Regions from separate parts of the Sus scrofa genome. Here regions 1 and 3 are each linked to region 2. A link is a contact called in public Hi-C and promoter capture Hi-C data. All regions are on one chromosome and are shown on one strand. The core of a region is the stretch at or near the end of the contact, and the rest is flanking DNA. Distances in the headings are between cores, read along the strand shown.

What was found. Promoter capture Hi-C pulls out the DNA fragments that hold promoters and counts their contacts. A called contact is a pair of places that touch in the nucleus more often than the background predicts.
Region 1: a promoter capture Hi-C map of liver shows a contact between it and region 2, with 5 times the contacts expected there. The contact joins the promoter of ZER1 here to the promoter of PKN3 in region 2. A contact is called at or near these places in 3 of 5 promoter capture datasets (fetal liver, fetal skeletal muscle and liver), 13 of 47 Hi-C or Micro-C datasets (brain, embryonic fibroblasts, fetal liver and 8 more) and 2 of 2 datasets of contacts at active chromatin or transcription factors (alveolar macrophages and skeletal muscle).
Region 3: a contact with region 2 is called in a Hi-C map of skeletal muscle, with 6 times the contacts expected there. The contact joins the promoter of WDR34 here to the promoter of PKN3 in region 2. A contact is called at or near these places in 1 of 5 promoter capture datasets (liver), 14 of 47 Hi-C or Micro-C datasets (alveolar macrophages, blood, embryonic fibroblasts and 8 more) and 2 of 2 datasets of contacts at active chromatin or transcription factors (alveolar macrophages and skeletal muscle).

What each region holds. Positions count from the first base shown.
Region 1 is chr1:269,120,095-269,124,326 of Sscrofa11.1, forward strand. ZER1 (zyg-11 related cell cycle regulator) reads right to left here and starts at 1,785. Exons shown (of 16, transcript NM_001244486.1): 1 at 1,664-1,785.
Region 2 is chr1:269,065,533-269,070,363 of Sscrofa11.1, forward strand. It overlaps PKN3 (serine/threonine-protein kinase N3), which reads left to right and starts at 3,556. Exons shown (of 24, transcript XM_021069726.1): 1 at 3,556-3,879. The coding sequence starts at 3,856.
Region 3 is chr1:269,028,341-269,032,917 of Sscrofa11.1, forward strand. It overlaps WDR34 (WD repeat-containing protein 34), which reads right to left and starts at 2,638. Exons shown (of 9, transcript XM_005660487.3): 1 at 1,984-2,638. The coding sequence starts at 2,169.

The DNA of each region.
Region 1 (4,232 bases), core at 535-3,034, 53 kb after region 2:
TTTTTTTTTTGGCTGCGGCATATGGAGGTTCCCAGACTAGGAGTCAAACTGGAGCTACAGCTGCCAGTCTATACCACAGCCACAGCAACTCGGGATCCAAGCCTCATCTGTGACATACACCACAGCTCACAGCAACGCCAGAATCTTAACCCACTGAGAGAGGCCAGAGATTGAACCAGCATGCTCATGTATACTAATTGGGTTCATTACCACTAAGCCACAACGAGAACTCTGTCTGGTTGTTTCTTTTTCCTTTTCTTTTCTTTTTTCTCTTTTTGTCCTTTTAGGGCTGCACCCACAGCATACAGAGGTTCCCAGGCTAGGAGTCGAATTGGAGCTGTAGCCACTGGCCTACACCACAGCCACAGCCACAGCAACACCAGATCAGAGCTTCGTCTGTGACCTACACCACAGCTCAGGGCAATGCTGGATCCTTAACCCACTAAGTGAGGCCACGCATTGAACCTGCATCTCATGGATACTAGTCAGATTTGTTTCCACTGAGCCACGATGGGAACTCCATTATCTGGCTGTTTCTTTAAATCATCAGGTATTCTACCTCAGGACCTTTGCACTTGCTCAGCTTCCAGAGAGCTATGTGGCTTGCTCCCTCACTCTGTTCAGGTCTCTGCTCAAATATCACATTAGAGATCTTCTCTGATCTCCCTCTAAAAATAGGGCAAGCCCAGCCTTTGCATGGCTCTTCCTGCTTTGTTTTCCTCTACCTTACATTGTTGTCACCTTACATACATTTATGATTTGCTGAATCAATTAGTGACCTGAAACACAGAGACCCCCTCACCACTGGCAACCACCTCCTGCTCTAAGTATAGCCTCCTGTGACCCTTGTTCATATGGGGTGATTTTTCTGTGGAGGCATCAGGCATCTTCCCCGATGTAAAAATCAAACGCACTGACAGGCACAAAGCCTGGAAATCTTGAACTGCTTGGGCCAAACAGCCAAGCCAAGTTCCACCCACAGAACTTTAGTAGCCAGCACAGTCGGTTTCACTTTCAACTCACCTATCAGGCTCCTCTGGCCCTCAGGTTTGCAACCCCACCCCATCCCTTTCCCACCCTGTGCATCCCCCCACACTCTGTCATCCCTTTGGGGAGCTTATCTAGAATCCAAGCGGTCCCTGAGCTTTCAGGCACTGCTTTGGGGGAACTTCAGCTCATCCAACAGGTAGGAGGGGCAGAAGCTAGCCTCTTTAGCCTTGCATTTATCCCCCATTTTGTAGGGGCTAAGCGACAGGGCGTCATTTTCTTTCTGGAGGAATGGAGTTTAGTTTTAATGGCATGTTTCTCTGACGGGGCAGCAGGGGTTAAGAAGGGAACCCTCCCACCATTCGCCGAGATGGACCTTTGCAAGTGGTGGCAGTGGCGATGGTGAGGCACCGGAGGCAGGAGGGGAAAAGAGAGAGGACGCAGATACATCCCTTGGCCCCGGGAGTGGACGAGATGCTTCCTCGACAAGGAGGCGCAGAGGATGCGGCCCGGGAGAATTCCGAGCCAGAGCTCCGGGGGAAGCAGGGGATCTCGACAGGCTAGGGCCAGGGTTTGGGGAAGAAGGGGGTCTGCGGGGCGGAGCTGGGGATCCCAGGGATGGGAGCCCCGGGCGGGAGGGGGTCGCGCCGGGGAGGGGAGACCCCGTGGCCGTTACCTTGCCCTTAGGGCTGCGGGCGGGGCTGAGGGCCGGCGGGTGCTGGCTCCCGGGCCCGGCCCCTCCCCCGATCCGGCTCCTACGGCTCGGAGCCTGCAGCCGCCGCCGCCTCCGCTGTCAACAAACCCGGGGCGCGTCACTTCCGGGGCCGCCCCTTAGCAACCGCGAATGGGTTCCCCCGACCGGTTCCGCGGCGAACCGGGGCGACAGCGGCCGAAGGTTCCGGGGCTCCGCGGCGGCTCCAATCCCGGACGACTCCGATCCCGCCGGGTTTGCGGATGGAGCGGGGAGCATCTGGTCTCCGTTCCGGTCCTGATCGCGCTCCTCACGGGCTCTCGCTGGGCTCCGGGGACGGGGTGGGAGCCTCTCGGTGACACCGGCTTCCGGGCCTGCTCCGGCCTGCGGTTCCCCAGATCCCAGGGAACGGTTAGGGGCGGACTGACTCCACCTTCCTCGTCAGCACGGACGTGCCTCCGAGCCAAGCCCCTGCCTCCCGCGCCCTGTTGAACATCTACCCCTGGCTTCTCCGCAGGTAGCTCACACCCACGCGTCCAAAAGCGGACACCATCTTACCCCTCCGCGCTGCTACTTCTCCAGCCCCGGCAGCTCGGCTGTCGCCTGGGAAACAGGGAGTTGGCCTTGGCCGCTTGGTTTTCCTTAGCGCCTCATCCATGCGTCTGGTCCTAAGGGTCTCAAACCAGCCCCTCCCCTCCTCCTCCGGTAGTGCCCGGCTCTGTCCCCCACCATTTCTTCTCGGGATTTCTGCAACAGCCCCCTAACGGAACTCCCTGCTCCTTCTTCTCATTCTCTCCACAGTTCCAGAGTGAGTTTTCCAAAACGAATAAGTCTGGTCTGAGCCCTGCCCTGCCTTCCACCCTCAAGGTAGACGTCAAGGATAATCTGTCCCCGTCTCTCTCTCTCCAGCCTCTTGTCCCTCTCCCCCTCGCTCCCCGCCCCGCTTTCGTTCTCCATTTAAGAAAATTTGAAGCATTTTTGGTTCTTTTAAAGATCCCCTCGGAGTTCCCGTTGTGGCTCAGTGATTAACGAATCCGATCAGGAACCATGAGGTTGCAGGTTCGATCCCTGGCCTTGCTCAGTGGGTTAAGGATCCGGCGTTGCCGTGAGCTGTGGTGTAGGTCACAGACGTGGCTCGGATCCCGCGTTGCTGTGGCTGTGGCGTAGGCCAGCGGCTACAGCTCCGATTGGACCCCTAGCCTAGGAACCTCCATATGCTGTTGGAGCCGCCGGAGAAATGGTAAAAAGACAAAATAAATAAATACATAATAAAGATCCCCTCCTCTCGCATAGACTCAAGTAAGTTTTTCCGTACCAAACTCTTCTTGCTCCCATCTGTATCCAGTATACACTCCTCCTGCTTCTAGTCTCAGTTTAGAGTCTCCTTTTCTTTTTTTTTTTCTTTTCTTTTTTTTGTCTTTTAGTCTCTTTCTAGGGCCGCACCTGCGGCACATGGACGTTCCTAGGCTAGGGGTCCAATCAGAGCTGTAGCCGCTGGCCTACGCCAGAGCCACAGCAACGCCAGATCTGAGCCACATCTGCAACCTACACCACAGCTCAGGGCAACGTGGAAGCCTTTAACCCACTGAGCGAGGCCAGGGATCAGATGGGCAGCCTCATGGTTCCTAGTCGGAATCGTTTCTGTTGCTCCAAGGCGGGAACTCCCTAGAGTCTACTTTCTTAAGGAACCTTTTCTTGAGGACCCTCTTCCCAATTCTCATAAACTAATTTTGTGGATGTTTTCCTTCTGCATAGTATCTTTTAGTCTTGGACCATATGTAGGTGTGTTCGCACAATTTTGAATCCTTTAAAAAGTCTATTGAGGAGGAGTTCCCTTTGTGGCTCAGTGGTTAACGAATGTAGGCTGGGGCTACAGCTCCAATTCAACCCCTAGCCTGGGCACCTCCATATGCCACAGGTGTGGCCCTAAAAAGCAAAAAATGCAAAAAAAAAAAAAAAAAGTCTATTGAGGGTGTTCTCTGGTGGCCTAGGGGTTAAGGATCTGGCATTGTTGCTGCTATGGCTTGAGTTCCCCTCGTGGCTCAGTGGTTAACGAATCCCATCAGGAGTCCGGGAACTCCCTCATACTGAGGACAAAAAAAGGAAAAGAAAAAAGAGGAGTTCCTCTTGTGGCTCAGTGGAAACAATCTGACTAGGAACCATGAAGTTGCAGGTTGGATCTCCTGGCCTCACTCAGTGGGTTAAGGATCTGGCATTGCCGTGAGCTGTGGTGTAGCTCCCAGACGTGGCTAGGATCCCACATTGCTGTGGCCGTGGTGTAGGCCGGCAGCTATAGCTCTGAGTCAACCCCTAGCCTGGGAACCTCTACCTTTTTAGGGTGCGGCCCTAAAAAGCAAAAGCAAAAAAAAAAAAAAAAAAAAAAGGTAGAAAAATTAAGAGTCCCATTCAAATCCTAACACAACCCCAATTTCATTCCCCTCCCCAGAGGCAAGCACTCTTTCACAATTTAGATGAGTACCTCCTCAGTCCTTTAAAAATAATGCATGTCTGTTAGAGCAATGATAACTAAATTCAGGAAGGTGGCTTACTCAGA
Region 2 (4,831 bases), core at 2,306-4,805:
TTGGGAGTTTGGGGGCTTCAGAGGATTGTACAATTATGTTTCTGTGGCTTTTTTTTTTTTTTTTTTTTTTTTTTAGGGCCACACCCATGGCACATGGAAGTTCCCGGGCTAGGGATCAAATTGGAGCTGTAGCTGCTGGCCAATGCCACGGCCACAGCAAGGTGGGATCTCAGCGGAGTTTGCAGACGATACCACAGCTCACAGCAACGCCGGATCCTCAGCCCAATGAGTGAGGCCAGGAATCAAACCTGCATGCTCATGGATACTAGGGTTTGTTACTGTTGAGTCGTGACGGGAACCCCCATAATTTGGTAGTCTTCATCATTACTGCTTTATAATACTGCAGGTTTATAACAGGTTTGGTTTCTCTGTCCCTCCCCCCCCTTTTTAGGTTAGATTTTATGAATGCTTTCTAGGCAAGGCAAGAATGGAATTCTGTTGCAAAGAAAATGAAGATTTTCAGGATTTCCTGATGATTGAGACAAGCTCTTCAGGAGATTAATTAATAGCAAATTATTCCAGTTATTTAAAAAGCACGACATCTTGGAGTTTCCATCGTGGCTCAGCAGTCAGTGAACCTGACTAACATCCATAAGGATGCGGGTTCAATCCCTGGCCTTACTCAGCGGGTTAAGGATCTAGCTTTGCTGTGCCTCTGGTGTAGGCTGGCAGCTACAGCTCTGATTGGACCCCTAGCCTGGGAACCTCTATATGCCACAGGTATGGGCCTAGAAAGACAAAACACAACATCGCATTTTGAAGTTTATCCTCTGCCCCAGCAGTAACCTTTTTGTATAGGTGGCTGTACTTAATGAAGACATAAAAGTTTACTTTTTTTTTTTGCTATGCCCATGACATGTGTAAGTTCCTAGGGCAGGGATCAAACCTGAGCCGCTGCAGTGACAGTACTGGGTCCTTAAAACCTGCTGTGCTACCAGAGAAGTCCAAAAAGTTTACTTAGTGGTGACCCTGAGGGAAAAAGGAGTATAGTTTTGTGATTAGAATAAGAATCGGGAGAACTTAATGGAGTTGCCACTGTGGTGCAGTGGTTTAGGAACCCAGCTGCAGGCAGGGACTCATGTTGCTGTGGAGGCTCAGGTTCAATCCCCAGCCTCTTGCAATGGCTTAAAGAATCCAACTTTGCATAGGTTGTAGCTGAAGCTCAAGATTCAATCCCTGGCCCAGGAACTAACATGCCTAGGGTGTGGCCATTAAAAAAAAGACTTTTTAAAGTGGAGGGTGTGTGCCAACCTTATTAGTTGGGGATGTGTACTCAGATATGGTCCAAGTGAGACAAATCTAAAGGTAGATGGATTGATGTTTGCAAAACTGAGAAGGACAAAAATGTGTATACAAGGGTGTAAATGTTTCCTTATGTGTCCTGGGACAGATCCTTTCAGGTTGATTTTGACAGTTTTAACAGCCTGTTAGCCAGAGTTGGTTTGTGCTGTTCACTATCCACTGGACGTTGAACACGAACATGAACTTAAGTTTTCCTTAGAATTAAAATTCCATAAAGTACCATTGCCATCAGACATGTAAGATGCACCTGTCTGGGAGCTCCCTTGTGGCTCAGGGGTAACAAAAACAACTAGTATCCTTGAGGTTGTGGGTTCAATCCCTGGCCTCACTCAGTGGGTTAAGTATCCGAGTTGTGATGAACTGTGGTGTGGGTCGTAGATAAGGCTCAGATCCTGTGTTGCTGTGACTGGTAGGCTGCTAGCTGCAACTCCAATTTGATCTAGGAAGGCTGGGATCATGTGACCCTAAAAAGAAAAAAAGATACAGATCTCTGGTCAGACTCATCCATCAGCCCAGGGTTCTAGGTTTGCCCAGCTCGGGGTTCCTTAGGACAGATGGATGTTTCTGCTTCTGAACTCTTTTTTTCCTTAGTGGCCAGTGAGCCGGTGAAAACACTTCACAGCAGAGTTGAGAAGTCATTGAGCTCTACGTAATTAAGCTTTCTGGTTGTGGGATTGGATAAGTGATCCTCAAGACAGGAAATAGAGGCCCTCCCAAAAGGGGGAACTTTACTCATTAGATTCATGTTCTTAAAATCTTACAACCTACAGTCAGAACCCAAAGATAGTCTTTTTACCACCAAGTTATTTCTTAACATTCAGCTATGGGCAGCTTGGTAACTCCCACTTAAAAGAGCCTACTGTATGCCTGACTAGCTTACTAAGTGTTAAATATCTAGCCTTCAACAACCCTGGTTTGTATGTGTATATAAAAGTGTCACACTTGCCTCTGATTGTAAAATTGTCATGTGCCCCATTGAGCTAACTTGCCTTTGCATTTGTGTGTGCACCGCATATGGAGGTTTCCAGGCTAGGGGTCTAATCGGAGCTGTAGCTGCTGGCCTACGCCAGAGCCACAGCAACACCAGATCCAAGCCATGTCTTTGAACTGCACCAGAGCTCGCGGCAGCTCTGGATCCTTAACCCACTGAGTGAGACCAGGGATGGAACCTGCATCCTCATGGATGCTAGTCAGATTTGTTTTCACTGAGCCACGAAGGGAACTCCTGCTTTTGCATATATTGATGTCTCTTGGTTGACTTCCCATTGCAGGACAACTCCAGGATTGCCCAGGCTTTGCCGATCTCACGTTCCAGTCCACTGTGCAGGAGGTGGTCATGGCAGAACAAAGTGGATCTGCCATGGCTACCTCCTGTAAGAGTGCCGGGGACACCTCTTCCAAGTCAGCAAATAAGCCACCTTCAGTATTTGACCCTTACTCACTTCCAGCCCCTTGGATGAGGCTCCTTCCAGTGAAGTCCTGGCACAACGTGCTGGAAGTAAAGAACCAGGGTCCCCTACATAGGCAACCCATTGCCAGGATGCCTAGTTACTTTTCTGAGATGGCTTTTCCTCAGTGTGTAAAAGTGCCTCCTGTTTACATAGCATAGTCTGAACCACTAAACCGGAAGGCTCCAGTCTAGCCAAGTGATGGGGCAGGAGTCCTGCGAGATTTTTGGGTTTTTTTTTTTTGTCCTTTTAGGGCCACACCTGCGGCATATGGAGGTTTCCAGGCTAGGGGTTGAATCGGAGCTGTAGCCGCCGGATTACACCAGAGGCACAGCAACTCGGGATCCAAGCCACGTCTTCGACCTACACCACAGCTCACGGCAACGCTGGATCCTTAACCCACTGAGCAAGGCCAGGGATCGAACCCACAACCTCATGGTTCCTAGTCGGATTTGTTAACCACTGAGCCACGACGGGAACTCCTGGATTCATTTGTAATTTGGTATAATTTGAGAATTTATTTTCCAACAATTATGTTCTTACAGTGACTATAGACAGGGAGCAACAGGATTAGCCCATTTTACACCAGTGACTGCGGGGTAAAAAAATGACTCGGGGTGGGAGCCAGCGTGCGGTGGGTTCAGAGGAGGAGGAGGCTGACCGGGTCCAGCGTGGACCAGCCACACAGGCACTGCCTGCCCCCAGCTGGCAGGCAGTGCTGTCCCTCCCACCCCCGGGGCCGGCCCCTCTGGGCGCGCGTGGGGCAACTGGAGAACCCCGTCCTGGGAAATAGCCCTTCCTGTCCTTGTATCCCGGGGTCAGTGCCGCACGGAGCGGGAACTGCGGCCGCAGGTGAAGGCCACTGGGCTCCAAATCCCTCCCTCGGGGTCAGGAGTTGGGTCCGGGGCGCGGATCCGGCGCGGCCGAGAGGCGGCGCTCGTCCCAGGTCCCGCGAAGGCCAGCGGACCTCCGGAGGGGGCGCCCGATCCCGCGACTCCGGCGCCGCTTCCCGGGAAGTTTTAAGTTTGAAAGCCCTTGGCGGAGGGGCCGGGGCTTCCGGAACCGGAGTGGTCGAGAGGAGGGGCCGAGCGGCCGCAGCGACGCCATGGAGGAGGGGGCGCCGCCGCAGGTGAACGGCGCCGGGAGAGGACCGGCTGTGGGCGCGGGCCGGGGGGGTGGGGGGAGCCTCATTCACCGCCCCGGGCGCCGCGTGCTCCAGCCGTGTCCCCAGCCCCTCCCTGTGCCCCTTTCCAGCCCCTGCTCTGGGCCCCCCTACACCTTGGCAGGGCAGATCTGAGCACGGGGGTTAAGTCCTACGTGCTTCGTGCCCCCTGGGAACGTCCCCATATCACCTCCGAGTGACTCAGAGCCTCCAGTCAAGCCAGCCCAGGAGCCATTTGAATCTGCAGTCAGGGCCACCAGGGTGGGCCCTAAAGTTTCCCCAGATCGGTTCTTCCAGGTGGGACCGAAAGGCATCCGCTGGAAAAGCAAAAGGGGGGGCCCCAGCGGGCGCCGAGGGACTGGTCCTGGGGGGAGAGGAATGTGTGCGGCAGGCAGAGGGGCCCATCCGGCGTACGAGTGGGGTCCTTCCTAGAACCTGCAAGCCAGGCGGGGAGTGGGGACCGGCGGGGGAGGGGCCTAGCCCGGCGCCCAGGCGGGAACCTTCGGGCACACCGAGGGTTCCAGCCGAAATGGCGAGGAGGAGGCGGGGTTCCTGCCGGAGCTGGCAATAGGTTCGCGGTGGACACAGGGACCAAGGCTGTGTGTCTGTTCTTGGGGAGGGAGAGGTGGAGTTCTAGCCCAGAGCAAACGGGGGTGGGGACGTTGGTGTTCCCGATAGGGCCCAGCCCAGAGGTGTGTGCGCACTTGGCAGGATTCCAGCCCCGAGCAGGCAGGACCCTGGGCTCAGCTAAAGGGTGAGGTGTCCTCAATAAGACTCCTTGAGGGCCCCCACCCCTTGGGCAACTTGCAGGCCTGCGTCTGCCCCCTCCCTCCCCCTTCCTCCGGAGGTCCCTCTGCGTGTTCCAGCAGTGGCTTGTACACATTTTCCGATTTCCTGTTAACCTCCGCCCAGCAGCGGC
Region 3 (4,577 bases), core at 1,388-3,887, 38 kb before region 2:
TAGACTGAGACACTGGTTCACAACCTGGAGTCTTTTAAAGTCTAAATCTTTGGCAAGCAAGAGCTATTTCAAGAATTTTTTTTTTTAAGTCAGTGAATGTTAATTACACACTTACCTTCGATAAGGATGGGTAGCTATAACTAAAGTATCCACTCCCTTTGCTTTTTTTTTTTTTTGTCTTTTTGCCATTTCTAGGGGCGCTCCCACAGCATATGGAGGTTCCCAGGCTAGGGGTTGAATCAGAGCTGTAGCTGTCAGCCTACACCACAGCCACAGCAACTCGGGATCCAAGCCGAGTCTGCAACCTACACCATAGCTCATGGCAACGCCGGATCCTTAACCCACTGAGCAAGGCCAGGGATTGAACCTGCAACCTCATGGTTCCTAGTCGGATTCGTTAACCACCCAGCAACGACAGGAATTCCCACTCCTTATGCTTTTAACCAGAACCATTCCTATGCAGCAGAGTAACGTGGGAAGTACTCTGAAGCTAGATCAAATCTGGTTTGAGAACTGCGAAATGTTGGCTTGAGGCAAATCCTCAAGAGTAGGACTTCAGGAGTTCCCACAGTAGCACAGTGCACTAAGGTTCCAACTGCAGGGAGTTCTCTTCATGGCTCAGTAGTAACGAACCCACTCCACTAGTAACCATGAGGACGAGGGTTCAATCGATGGCCTTGCTCAGTGGGTTAAGGACCCGGTATTGCCGTGAGCTGTGGTGTAGGTCACAGACGCGGCTCTGATCCCGAGTTGCTGCGGCTGTGGTGTAGGCCAGCAGCTGCAGCTCCTATTCGATCCCTAGCCTAGCAACTTCCATCTGCCACAGGTGCAGCCCTAAAACACAATCTGAATGCAGCAGCTCCAATTGCTTCGAGGGGGTTAAAGGATCTAGTGATGCTGCAGCTGCCGCTCAGATTCAATCCCTGATGAGGGAACTTCCTTATGCCATGGGTTCAGCCATGAAAAAAAAAAGAAAAAAGAGAGTAGACTTCGTGGAAATGTCACTGGCGTTGCTGAGGATGTAGGCTCTGCAGGTTCAAACACCTGTGTGGCAAGTGAACCCTGTTTCCTCTTCTGGGAAATATGCAGCCCCCCTGTAACGCTCATTTTTACTGAGGAAAAGCCAACATCCTTACAATGATCTGCAAGGTCCTACACCTGACCTGCCTCTCCTTACCCTCTCTGACCTCACCTGGGGCCATTCTCCTTCCTCTCCAGCCCCATCCGCCTCCTCACGCATCAGATGTGCTCCAACCCCAGGGCCTTTGCACCTGAAGTTGGCTCTGCCTGGAGGGTTCTAACTCAGGTATCCACTTGGCTAAATCTCTCGCTCCTCCAAATTGTTGTTGAAACATCACCCTCTCAGGGAGGCCCGCCCTGCAGCCCACCCTCAAATCCCCAACCCGGTCTTTCTAATCCCGCACCCTTTTCCCTTTGTCCATGGCACTACTGCCTCTAACACACGCTGCAATTTATTTATAACGGACATTGTTTATTTTCTGTCCCCTGCAAAACTACGGCTCCAGGACGGAGCTCCAGCACTGTCGACTGATGAATCATCAGCGCCAGAACAAGTCTCTCCACACCTACAAAACCTACACCCAGACCCCTCAGAAGCCCTGCCCTCATCTCAGACAATCTCGTCTGTGTGCTTTGGGTCCAACTACGTACTCGAAAGCCGGCGTATCTCGACCTTAAGATGCAGCTCGGGCATTTTACTAAGTGAAAGTCAGTCTGAAATGCCTAAAAACTGCAGTTCACACAAAGACCTCCACAAAGTGGGGTCTTTAGAGGTTTTTAAAGAAAAACCCTTTCTGTTGGTAGTCAAAGACTGGGGAAATTGGGACAGAGCATCCCAAGAGTTAGTTTCTGTGCATTAAAATGTAAAAATTAAACGGTGGGACCCGAGAACCTGGCCTGGTGGCCGCGCGCCATCCCTCACCCTCCCGCCCGCGTCCCCCCGAGCGGAGCCCGCGCCCTCACCGTCTCCCCGCGGATGCCCTGGACGGTCCTCCACTGCGAAGGCACCGACGCTACGCCCAGGGTCTCGTCCTGCAGCGGCCCGGGCCGCTCGGGCCCCTCGGGACTCGCAATCCCGCGGGTCGCCAGCGCCTCAGCACCCGCCCTTCCCGCCGGGAAGAGTTGCCCTCTCAGCGCGCAGGTTGCCATGGAGACGGCCCCGCCTCCTTACGCCGGCGCACTCCGCCGCGACCTTCGTCCCTGCGCCTCCAGAGCGGAAGACTGAGGAGATGAGGCTATCGGCGCCATTTTTGAATTTGTCAGAGCGCCTCCTTCCAAGACCCGAGAAGAAAAGATAAATGACTCTTTTCCGACGATGCGACAAGCAGTACTACTTTTGCATTCTCCAACTCCAGAGGGAGCACGCTTAGGGCATGCGCAGCTGCTCTGGAGAAGGGGGACGGGAAGTGCGGATGCAGGGCGCAAGTGCCAGCTTCAAAGATGGCGCTGGGCGGCCAGGCGCAGAGACGAGGGCGGGAGTCTGCGGCCGCGGCGGGCTGGAGAGTTGCGGACTTAGAGGTGCAGTGCTGGCAGTGCAGCCGGATGCTCCAGCAGAGCCCTACGACCCCATGGCTCCAGTTGGCGGCCACCTCAAAGCCAAGTGGTCTCCCTCTTACCATTTTCTGCCTCAATAAAATGGCGATTTTAAATGTCCACATGTAGATCCAGAGTGTGGTTGCGTAGTTGAAAGGCCCAGATGAGGTCGGATATAGAAAAATGCTTAAGCCAAAATTAAAGACCCGAACAACTACCCCATTATTGAGTGTTTATCATGTAGCAGGTCGAGTCCACAGTTTTCTGTATGTTGATCCTAATAACTCCTCAAACTAACTCTATGAAGAATCAGCTGTTACATGTCCCATGAGGGTGGTTGATGGTCAGAAAAGTAACTGCTCCAGATCAGCTACATCGTATTTGCCCAAGATCTCGGGGGCAGCTGCTTGGCCCAAGGCCCTATTCTGAGACTCCTAGCAAGAGTCCTCCGGCCAGGTCCTCTGGGCCACTTTCCTCCTATCCCTAAACTCTCAGAGGGTTGTAAATCTGCCCAATCAGAGGCCCCTCTGCACCACTTCAGCACTGAGTTCTCATCAGGACCTTTTTCCAGCCAAGGCCTTGAGGACTGATTAGATTAGGGATGGGGGGGCAGTGGGAGAGGAGGCATGGAACGCAACAGGAATTTCTTCCTAAAAATAAAATGGAACCAGATAGAATTCTCCTTGTGAGGCCCTCTTAACAGAAAAATTTGCAAACACCACCAAGAATTCCAAAAATCATACTCAGAAAAGAAGTTCAAGGCTGTAGGAGTCAGAATGCCTGGATTTGAAGCCTGACCAGTGCTTTGTCCCTTTAATAGACTTGGTACCTCTTTGGGCCTTGGTTTCCTAGACATAAAATGAGACTGCAAAAGGCTAAGGCCAGTAGGACCTGCTTTACCTGATAAAGGAAGGAGAATATTTCAAGAAGAGAAGGATAGTCCCAGGTATTCAGTGCCCCAAACAATTTCAGTAGAGTTGTGGGAACAAAAGCCAGCCTGCAGAGGGTTTAGGAGGAAGTAGAGAAAGTAATGGATATTATTAGGAAGCTCAACACAGGAAGTAAGTATGAGTGAAAATAGGCAAAATCTAACAAACTGGACTGTAATTTGACATTAAAGTGAGCCTCCTCTTTAATCTAGAAATCTTACTTCTGGGAATTTTTCCTGAATCAACAATAACAGCTTCAGGAGTTCCCATCATGGCACAGTGGTTAATGAATCCAACTAGGAACCATGAGGTTGTGGGTTCGAGCCCTGGCCTTGCTCAGTGGGTGAAGGATCTGGTGTTATCATTAGCTGTGGTGTGGGTTGCAGACACGGCTCAGATCCGGCGTTGCTGTGGCTCTGGTGTAGGCCAGTGGCTACAGCTCCAATTAGACCCCTAGCCTGGGAACCTCCATGTGCCACAGGAACAGCCCTAGAAAAGGCAAAAAGACAAAAAATAATAATAGTAATAATAAAATAAAAACAATTACAGATTTGCACAGACATTGAGACCCAAGGATATTCAGCAATTATTCATTTACAGTAGTATTACTATGATAACAGCAAGATTCTGCAGTCAGCCTAAATTTCTAAGCAAAGTCATGGCACACAACAGGTGTTCACTAAATATTTGAGAAAGAATGGACACTGAGCCTTTGGTTGAGTTTTTCTAATACATGGTATTAGAATCTCAGGTGGCCATTAAGAGTGTTGTTACACTGCTCTTTAAATGTGGCAAAATGTTTGCAGCATAGTAAAGCTTTTATAAAATCCAATTTATGTACATTGCATCTTATCCTATTTTTATAACAATATATGTATCTTTTTCCTTTTTTATTTTTATTTTTTGGCTGGGCCTGTGGCATGTAAGCAAAAGTTCCCAGGGCCACGGATCAAACCCCACCACAGCAGTGACAACGCTGGATCTTTAACCTGCTAGGCCACCGTGGTACTCCACAATATATATTTCTAACAAAACCCAGAGGCATGGATCCAAATATGGATAACAGCTGCTCCTGGGTAATTTAGGTTTTTATTT